Linked DNA regions of Mus musculus: regions 2 and 3 are each linked to region 1. A link is a contact called in public HiChIP or PLAC-seq and promoter capture Hi-C data. All regions are on one chromosome and are shown on one strand. Each heading gives the region's core, a stretch centred on a gene start, on an enhancer-like site or on the middle of the called end of the contact. The rest is flanking DNA. Distances are from core to core; before and after follow the strand shown. Region 1 holds the start of Hbs1l (Hbs1-like (S. cerevisiae)). Region 2 holds the start of Pex7 (peroxisomal biogenesis factor 7). Region 3 has its middle 17 kb from the start of Map7.

Region 1 (3,395 bases), core at 298-2,797:
CAGGTGACTCTGAGTTATGTCACCTTGCCAGGGAAACTAACAAGTGTAAATAATATACCATTTTCAGGAATCAATACAGAACAGACTGGTCCACACACCCAAGTTATGTGTCATGTCTGAGGCAGGATTGTTTTCTTATTCACCCTACTAGTTATGTGGTCGGTTTATAACTCATTTACTTCAATAGCCGCATCAGTGACTTGTAATTAACAGCATTCACGTTTACAGTGGGATAGAAGCTGACCCTGGTTTTTAAGTTTTATGTACGTGACGTTGAGACAGGGTCTCAACAGTGCTGGTTGGCCTGGAACTCCCTGTGTAGCCAAGGATGACCTTGAATTCCTGGTCCTCCTGTCCCTGTCTACAGAGTACCAAGATTAAAGGAATTGAGCCACCAGGTCCAGCACATTTAGTACTCTTTAGCACTTAATGTCCTGTGCTAAGTCCTCTTACATGGGCAAATATTATTTATGAATTTGATAATGTATAAGATAATATCTTCACTTACAAAGAAATAGGCTGCAATGTGGAAATTATTTAAAGGTATAAAATAAAACACTTAAAAATCATAAAATTAGCATCTACTTTTTTTTTTTTTTGTCTATAAAGTTTTGCCTTGGAGCCATATGAAACATTGTGAGTTAAGAACACCATTGGGTAGTCAGTCAGAACTCAAATCTGAGCCCTTTACAAATATGGATTTAATTTGTGTTATCCTCATTGTTGTGGATTAGAAAAGCTGAGTAAGGTGGTGTTAGACATTCGCCTTTGATTCCAGGTCTTGGCATTGAAAGCACAAGCTACAATAAAATGGTTTGTTCAGTGTGATAATAAGGTTGATGTTTTTTACACAGCATTATTAGCCTTATGTTGTATGAAACAAGGATGTTTAATAACAGGTTATAGATTTATGTGTTATTATTACATCATAAGCACCCAAGGCTAGTTCTGTGTCTGAAAAGCTGTACTAAACACCCTTAGCAAGTTCACATATTTATGTATTCAATCAATGTCTAAGGCTTCCTTCTTAATTAATTCGTGCTAATGAAATATTTTACAAAGCTAAGGTCAGACAGTTGTTTACCAGAGCTGTTAATGAATTTAATATGGAGCCCATACCTGAAGCCATGAGTTACATGCGAAGCATATTGACCCAGTGTGGCTACATTTCAAAGCTAAAATTACTCATTCAAAAAGTTCCCTCTACAGCTTGGACTAATTATTATGCCAAATTTACACGTTTATTGATTGCCTATAGTGTTTACTAAGGCTTAAAAGCTGAAACAAAGTCCTTGTTTTTACTGAGCGAAATAGGCAGCTTTTCAGATGATCAAAAACCAAAGTTGGGAAATAATCCTGAAAACCGGTGTAGGTGAAGGATCCCGCTCAACAACCCTCTGGTTGCTTCATTTCTGGCCTTGAAGTCCACGTCAGTCAATTCGCTTGTGGGCGGGACCTCGCCCCCCCCCCCCCCCCGCCAGTTCGCGAGCGCGCACGCGTTCCCGGGAGGCCCGCAGTGACCCCGAGAGCTTGCCGTCGCCAAGTGCGCAGGTATGACGTCGCGCATGCGCGGACGCTCGGCGCAGAGGCCTGGCGGAAGACAAGATGGCGCGGCAGAGGTGTTCCGCCCGCGGTCTGCGCCTCGTCGGTTTCTGAGCCGAGTTTTTCTGGAAGGGACGGCGGCAGGCGCCGTCTGTGCGCGATGGCCCGGCATCGGAACGTCCGGGGATATAACTACGATGAAGGTGGGTGGTAAGGCCGCGCCGGCCGTGACCTTAGCTCTTCCAGCTGTCTCCATGGCCGCTTTACATCTCCCTGGAATCGAGCATGGACCCCGGAGCCACGCTCGCAATGGGATCTTCGGCGGAGAGGGAGCGGGCGGAGAGCGAGCAGGACCTGAGAGGAACACCCGGGGAGGAAGCCGGCGTGTTGTCTGCCTCCTAGCTGAGCTAGTTCACCGACCGGGCAGGGGTGTAGCATCTCCAGGGCCCATAGGTGTGGCGAGGTCGGGATCCGATGCTGTTCGTATCCAAGCGTCACCTCTTCTTTCCCTGTTTCCTGCGGGGATCCCGCAATGAGTTCCTGACGTCTGTCTCATAAGCCCTCCTTCAGACAAGCCCACGAGGCCGTAGTTAGAAAAGAGGCTGGCTTAGCGCTTACCTGCGGCCGGCCTACTACAAACGTCAGATTTATTTCGTTGTCCCCGTGTCCCTGCGTTTTTGACTGCTCCATTTTTTTCCAACGGATTTCAAAACTGGGGACGTGAGAAACAGAAAAGATTCTTGTTTAAAAGGGCTCAAGAAATTGGGTCGATTTGCTGATGTTCAGGTGTATAAATTCAGTTATTGGCAAACAGTGCTTAATGTAGATTGATTTTAAAAAGGAAATGGAAAAATAACACCAGCGGGGAGGTCATGAAAAAGGGACTCGCAGTTTGTTGGCATTGAGTGGATGATAATAAGCATCATTTAGCATCACAGAAGCTAAAAATAAACACAAATGTAAAGTGATGCAAGAATCCTAAAGACCTGCTGCTTTTTAAAATGGAGAAGATGCAATGTTTACGCAGGCGGTTGTTATTAACACCCCCTTTGGGGGGATTGTGAGCTTCAGTGTCCTCAACAGGTTTGACCAACCAACAACCTGGGCTGCATCTGGAGACTTTGACCCAGTCTGCCTGGAATATCTTACTTGGCAGGCATTCACTGTAAGAATACATAGTGTCTGTATAAAAGGCCTGGTGGACCACTACCACTAAGAAATGACTTTAGTCTGGAAGAGATTGTGTAGCTGTGAAATAAGGGACATTTATTACCAATATATTTCCTCAGCCAGTGATAATTGACTATTTAAGGGTACTGCTTAACACATGAGGACTGTTTACAGTAACAGCTGGTTAAAGCATGAGAGATTCCACAGTGTGATGACAGTAATATAGAAACGATGCAAAAGAGAGGGTCTAAATTAGAAGGGAAGGGCTGGGATTTCTGTGTAGCCTCTGAGTGCCGAATACCTTCTTACCTTGGCTACCTGAGGTCAGGTTTGATTCCTTTGTAACAATCAGTGACATCATAAGCAAGCGTAGCCTGTCTTGGGATGTTCCTCCCTTCCTGTTCATAAAAGTTCATTTTCCATTTTCTTCTTCCCAGTTAGGCTTCCTTTTGGGCTTTCAGTAATTAAAACTTCACAAAAGTATTCTAATTTCATTAGAGTTAGTCTGTGGACAAAAAACCTGTTGGCTCCTCTGTGTAACACCTGCGTTACTTTACCGTTTAATTCCAAGTACTTTTCAGGACTGCCTCTATCTATAGGTTTTTGTTTTGAGACAGTTTCATGTAGCCCCTGTTGGACTTGTCATCGCGGTATAGCCAAGGGTGATGAACATAATCTTTCTG
Region 2 (3,395 bases), core at 309-2,808, 1.4 Mb before region 1:
GAACACCAGTCTGGGGAAACGCATCAGAGTGCCAACTCACACCGGGCCTGGTGCTAGGCACGCAAACCTTTCAAGCTGGAGCTAATAACAGAAGACAAGGAAGGCTTGTGCTTACAAACCCCCAAGACTGTGGTTCTCCCCTGCTGATACACGCAGAACACACCAATCACAGCATTTTAAGACAGTATATGTGGAAATACCATATACTCGTTGGTCAGGTGTTGAAAACAACATTAACTTCAGTTATGTGCCAACAATCAATAATTTTTGCTGAAAGACTAATGTCTCTTTCTCTCCCCCATCTCACACTCCATTAACATCTGTTCAAAGGGAATCTGCACTTGAACTTTACAAGGTAAGATGACTAATTACTATGCTCACATGCACATTCAACTGTTCAAACTAGAGTCTTCACAGAATTTCGCTTTGAGTTTTTGTGATCAGTGAGGTGGGTAAAGTGTTAAAGATCTTCCACTTAAACGTAACTGATGAAGAAGAAAAAAAAAAGTCAACTGTCAGGTCAGAGACCCGACCCCTTCCATGTGCAGAGCCAGCTTCTAATCCCAGTACCCACTTGGCAGCTGACAACCATCAGTAATGGATCCAACACCCTCTTTGAATCTTCTCTTCTGACCTTAGCTGGCACCAGGCATGGTTCACAGACATACATACAAGCAAAAAACTCAGACACACACACAAAAAATCTCTAGAAAACAATTCCTAATTATACCAATTTCTTGTAAGAAACCTTTATAAAAGTCTAAAGTTTGATGGCCAAGAACTGTGAACCCAACCGTGAAAGCACTAAGCACTAATGGACAAACTATACGGAAACAAGTTTATTTACCACTACTTTTCAGAAATCGTATTTTTTTCCTGCAGTAAACAAGTATTACAGATCACTGACATTATGCAATGGTTTGCCATACACTGCTCCTGTGCATAAACAGCAGATGGGGTATAAGTTAAAATAAATGGCTTGAGCACTTAGACATCTCTGCACATTTATCCACTTCCCCTAGAACAACTAAAAGCGAGCACAGAATTTTCTAGTTTTTTTTTTTTTCTTTTTCAAGAAAGGGCCAGCGTCTCCCTAAGTCTCTGTTGAGGATGGCTTTGAACTGGTGGCTCTGTTGACTCCACCTTGCAAGTACTGACAAGTGCATCCTTCTTACAGAAGGGAAAGGACTAGCTGTAGACTTCCCCTGGGCTCCAATGCCAACTCCGCAGAAAGGGGGACCTAGGAGGGAGGGCCGAGCTCTGTCGCCCCCTGGCGGTGGCGGCGGCACCGCGCGCTCAGCGGCGCGTCCTACGCCCGCCCCGGAGGCGCGGCCCGCGCTCACCCGCGATGCCGTAGTGCTGCGCCGCGGCACAGGCCAGGCGGCCCGGCAGGTACGGAGAGAACTCGGCCGCATAGCCGTGGCGGCCGGGCACCCGCAGCGTCCGCGCCGCGCTCATTCCGCTCGCCCGCCGTCACTCGGCCTCCCGGCCCGAGCGCGGAAACAGTCTCGAGGTAGAAGTGCCCCACTGCGGCTCACTGAAAGTCCAGGAAGGCCGGGCGGAAGTGACGACGCCGACGCCCGGAATCCTAGATTTTGATTGGGCTACATAGAAAAGGGAACTGACGCCGCGAGGACCATTTTTCTTTTGGGCAAAAATCCAATGATTTGCTCTAACTAAAATCAACTGGTCTTTCAGAGATTATTCTAGACCTAAAAGAGAAGATACTCGCTAGGAGTCACTTCAGACAGTTGTTCACGTTTAATTGCAACCTCCATGTTTTTTTTTTAAATAAAAACCTTGTGTTTTTATTAATTGCTTGAACTTTAAAACTTTGCTATTCTGACATTTTCCTGATGGTTACGAAATAAAAGCCACAACAAACTCGGAAAGCAGTTAGTGAGTCCAAGGGCAACGAATGGAGTACTAGGTTGCCCAAGGTAATTTGAATCCAGACAACAATGAAGTTAAAGGATAGGACTATTATCATGTGCAATTTGCGGTCTATAGGTTTTATGTAGTTAGTTGCACTATGCAGATATATTCCAGTAATTAAGGAAGACTTGGGCTCATTAATTTCTTCATTCAAATGTTTGCCAAGCATATGCAATGTGGTAGATGAATGTGCAGTTTGCCAAACCAAACACTGAAGAGTGAAAGAGACTTGTTAATCATTAAACCAGTCAACCTGCACAGACCAAGTCATGTACCAAGCTTGGTGCTAGACTTTTGCATTCAAAAGACCCACTGGGATACGTGGTTGAGCTCAAGAGATTACAAGACTTGAAAGCTGTCAAGTGTAATCAAAATGCTATTGATGCTGTGATGAATATACACAGATGTTTTTAGGGTAGGGTGTCAGGGAACATTTTAGAAAGGAGATAATCTAGGGTGAATTCATACAAATGACTTTCTCTAACTAAAAAGTTGGAAGCCATTGTGGGATCAGGAGAAGGGTGAAGAACCCAGGAAACCTAAAACCGCAAGGGATGGTAGCTGCCAGGACTCAGTCTAGCCTGATAGAGAAAGAGCACTTTGGGTAGATTCCACCTGGTGAGAGAAAATCAAATGCTCCAACATGAACTCTTGTATTGTACCCCATGCCCAAGGAACTGTGCTGCAGCTTAAATAATAGAGATCTGTGCAAGTTTTCAGATATGGATCATTTAGTGAGTTATCATTCCCAAGCAACAGTAACTGGAGGCTAGAGATTGGCAATGGAGTACAGTTAGAGACTTTAGCAACAACTCAAGCAGAAGATGCTATAGTTGGGTAATAGTGTTTTGTTGAGAATTATGGAAAGGTGTGGAGAGGGTACGCTTAAGGGTCAAATGAAGACAAAAAGCTTAAATGGTTTCCAACTCTTAGTATAGTACTTATCTAGACACAGGAATTGTTTATTGAAATAAGGACAATGGAGCATTAATAAACTCCAGTTCTGCATGTTGACTGTGTACTGTGTGCAGTACTTGAATACAGCACAATGGAGTCCAGCCAAGCCTTCTTACTTGCATGTAGATAATATTTAAACCACGGAAATTATTTTTATTTAGCAAGAGAATGGAATGAGAGAAGACAGATAAAGGCAGATTTGGGGCAAACAGCCACATGGAAAGCTGGCAGTGGAGAAGCTATGGAAGGGAGAGAGATCCACAAGATGGGGACTGTAGACTCATTTATTACTTGGGGCTGGAGAGATGGCTCAGTGGGTAAGAGCAATGACTGTTCTTCCAGAGGCCCTGAGTTCAATTCCCAGCAACCACATGGTGGCTCACAACCATCTGTAATGAGGACTGATGCACTCTTCTGGTGTGTCTGAACACAGGGACAGTGTACTCACATATGTTCACATCACATAAAATAAATGTCTCTTAAAAAAATACTGCTCAAGCCAG
Region 3 (3,395 bases), core at 557-3,056, 1.1 Mb before region 1:
CAAGACTTGAGGTTAAAATCTCGGGTTATTACAGAAACAATACCTGTGATATGTTCAAGATTAAAGGCCTATGTTTGTGTATGTATAGGACTCAAATAGAGTGAACTTTGGCAGCATAGTATGTATTTAAAGGGTACTATATCAATGCAACATTCAGAAAACAGTTCTGCAGATATGTTTAGCTTTTGCTCAAGGGTTGTGATGATGTTATAATTTTTACAATTATATTATTTTTTAAAAAGTCATTTTTCTTGAGGTAGAACCATTCTCTTGGTTTACGGGGGTATTTTCCTTGTCCATAGTCAAAGGGAAGCAAGAACTAGAAAATGCTGTTGTCTTAGAAACAGATTTGTGTTTCACCACTAGAGGATGTCAAGTCCTTTTTATTAGAATATTATTTTGAGCAAATTCCTAGGTCATCACATCACAAAACTAGGAGCTGGAATTCTGTGTGTCACCTAGTATGATTCCAAGCTATGGAAATCAGCTACACAGAGCAAATCCCATTTGCCAACCTCCTTTAAAAAGACCACAGAGCTAAAGTTTCATGCTGCTTTTGATTAATCTGTGATGCCCAAAGTCTGATGTGCAAGGAATAAATTAATGCCCATATGTTTTGGTGAGATCTGTTGCCATTCTATTGGAAGATATTACTTACAACCTAGAATGGAGTTTGTTTGTTGTTGTTGTTTTTAAAAATCAGGATTCTTGGTGGAAAGACTTAGACTCCCCCCCTCCCCCTTTTTTTTAACATTTATTTATTTTATGTATATGAGTACACTGTCACTGTCTTCAGATATACCAGAAGAGGCCATCAGATCCTATTACAGATGGTTGTGAGCCACCATGTGGGTGCTGGGAATTGGAACTTGGGACCTCTAGAAGAGCAGTCACTGCTCTTAACCACTGAGCCATCTCTCCAGCCCAGACTTAGACTTTCTTACTGTGGTCATGTATCTTGTATGAAATTTTCCAGAGTAAAAAGTGATCTTTATTTAAGCCAGAAGGGCCTCTGTTGTCCCCAAATAAGCATAGAAAGTAGACACTCAGGTTGTGCTTATGCTGTGACGTAAGCCCCTCCCTATTGAAATTCAGATCCTAGAAGCTAGAATTGCTGCTGCTTCAGGGGGCAAACTTCACATCTCGCTAAGTCAGTGGTTCTCTCCTGAGAACCACTGGTAAGTTGAAGAGAAGTCAGCTGTTGTCATAGCTTAGGTATGTGTGTGAAACGCAAATTTACACTGGCATGGTCTCTAAAGAATTCACACACTTGTGTCATGATACCTGAAAACAAATTATTCGAAGAGCTTTAAAAAACATACTCAAGTCTTGTTAGTACAAGAACTAAAGACATCGAGGCTTAGACTAATTTAACCAAGAATGTGTACTTTCCATGGGTTATTAAAATGACGGAGTTTGGAAGGTTGATGAATATGATCTTTGAGTTTAGTAAGGAAATCCACAGGCCAATGTGTACGGGTCGTGAGGGTTCAGTGGAGGAAGGATGGACCACTCTGGCTGTGGTCATCCCGGAGCACCTGCTGCAGCTAGCACTTAACCGCCAAACAACAGGGAGTGATGTGTGGTCAGAGGGAGGAGGAGGGGAAATAAAGGCATACAGGAGAGGAGCTAAAGTTTCTTGACAGGACAAATGTGAAAGGCTCAAAGTGAGTGTTCAGGGAAATCAGTTAGGCATGATGGATATGTTGAGGCCAAAGGTCAAGCCAAGAGGCTAGAACAGTATTGTTGGAGCAGGAAGGCTTGTCTTGATAAAGCTTTGTTAATCAGAATTAAAGAGCTGGGTTGCACAATTAGCACAAACACACCCTCTCCTAGGGAGGTCCTTTTCCTCCTACCCTGCCCATTTGGGACAGCTGTGCTTGAGTTCGGGAGGTGCCGGTTTGCTCTGGAACCTGGAAGGAGAGCTTCTTTTCAGAGCAGCTGTGTAGACCAGATGGAGGAAGAAAGGAGAGAGAGTTTGGTCTCCAGACTTAACTCTGAGGTCCCTGGATAGAGCTAGGTAGGCACTGGCCTGTCAGTGGGTATAAAAAAAGGAGGCCGGTTTGGGACTCTGAGATGTCAGAGGATCACAGGTAAAAAGAAGACACAAGGCGATCCACTTTTAATTGGTTCATTAGTTTAAGCTTGACCCGAACATATTAGTGAGTACAACTGAGTAAAAGAAAAGGTGGAAAAGTGTCAGTAGTGATGCCAGATAGTTAACTGGTGAACCTGCAGGAACAGACACGAGGTCAGGTCTGAAGGCCACTCCAGGAAAGATCAGAAAGAAAAACTGCAGACAGGATAGACAACCATTCAAAATGGAGGAGGGACAGACAGCCAAGTCAGAGAAGTGAGAGATGCCCAAGAGGGACAAAAAGGTCAAACATTCCAAAACTGAAATGATATTTTAAAGCCATTACTTTGGATTGAGGTTTCCACTGGTTTCTCCTAGCAGAGGAATTTCAGTTGGTCCAAGAGTTGGGGGCACATCCTTTATAATAATGATTAATAGATTGAGCATTGGAAAGATGAGATAGCCCAGTAGACCGTTCCATAAAAGTTGCCAGAAAAAAAAAATCAATACATTAGAAATTCTCGAATAAGTAGAGGTGGGTTTTTTGTTTTTGGTTTTTTTGTTTTTTGTTTTGTTTTGTTTTGTTTTTTCTGAGACAGGGTTTCTCTGTATAGCCCTGGCTGTCCTGGAACTCACTTTGTAGACCAGGCTGGCCTCGAACTCAGAAATCTGCCTGCCTCTGCCTCCCGAGTGTTGGGATTTAAGGCATGCCCGGCTAGTAAAGGAGTTTTTAATTGTTTTTTAAATGTGTTGTTTCAGTAGACTGTCAACGTAGCTATAGATGTATAACCATCACTGTCGATAGGGCTTAGAGTCTTGTCTTCCAGAGCTCCCTCTGGCTCATTTCCCACCCACTGATCTATTTTCCATCTTTGCTTTGACTTTTCCCAGAGTCTTAAGTGGAAGCATACCATGTAACCTTTGCAGGGGTGCCGCCCCCCGCCCCCACAGCCTAATGTATTTGAGATCTGAGCACACCGTGATGTGCATTGGTAGTTCCCTGCCCTAGCACCTAGTGCTTCCCTGTCCCCAACTTAAGGACGTCCAGTCACTCCTAGGTTTGGGTAGGAGAAACAACTGTTGCAAATATTCGTATGTTGGTTTTTACGTCACTGGTTTCATTTATGGCAGATACTTACATTGTTGTCTCCAATGTGATTGTGTAAGACGTTGCCACTTCTAGGGTGGCTGTACACCTTTTTCTGTGAGCGTCCTGTGAGATTGTTCTGCATCCTTTTCGGCCCTTGTATATTTTGTTGATTTGATGGTTTTCATTTTAGTCACTCCACTAAGTTTTTTAAGTAAGCTGTAATTGCTT

Evidence for each region. Promoter capture Hi-C pulls out the DNA fragments that hold promoters and counts their contacts. HiChIP or PLAC-seq counts read pairs in DNA pulled down with a chosen protein or histone mark.
Region 2: a contact with region 1 is called in a promoter capture Hi-C map of pre-B cells, with 4 times the contacts expected there. The contact joins the promoter of Pex7 here to the promoter of Hbs1l in region 1. A contact is called at or near these places in 2 of 39 promoter capture datasets (liver and pre-B cells).
Region 3: an H3K27ac HiChIP or PLAC-seq map of embryonic stem cells shows a contact between it and region 1, with 4 times the contacts expected there. The contact joins the enhancer-like site here to the promoter of Hbs1l in region 1. A contact is called at or near these places in 3 of 39 promoter capture datasets (liver and pre-B cells) and 2 of 115 datasets of contacts at active chromatin or transcription factors (bone marrow-derived macrophages and embryonic stem cells).

The regions. Positions count from the first base shown.
Region 1 is chr10:21,294,432-21,297,826 of GRCm38.p6, forward strand. Hbs1l (Hbs1-like (S. cerevisiae)) reads left to right here and starts at 1,548. Exons shown (of 18, transcript NM_019702.2): 1 at 1,548-1,745. The coding sequence starts at 1,703.
Region 2 is chr10:19,906,116-19,909,510 of GRCm38.p6, forward strand. Pex7 (peroxisomal biogenesis factor 7) reads right to left here and starts at 1,559. Exons shown (of 10, transcript NM_008822.2): 1 at 1,344-1,559. The coding sequence starts at 1,458.
Region 3 is chr10:20,151,930-20,155,324 of GRCm38.p6, forward strand. It overlaps a transcript of Map7 not described here. Among named protein-coding and RNA genes, the nearest start is that of Map7, 17 kb to the right of the region's middle. Within about 2 kb of position 1,807, at least 14 of the 459 cell types and tissues checked have an H3K27ac peak or open chromatin away from gene starts, as enhancers often do. A contact at or near this core is called in embryonic stem cells, where this site is marked.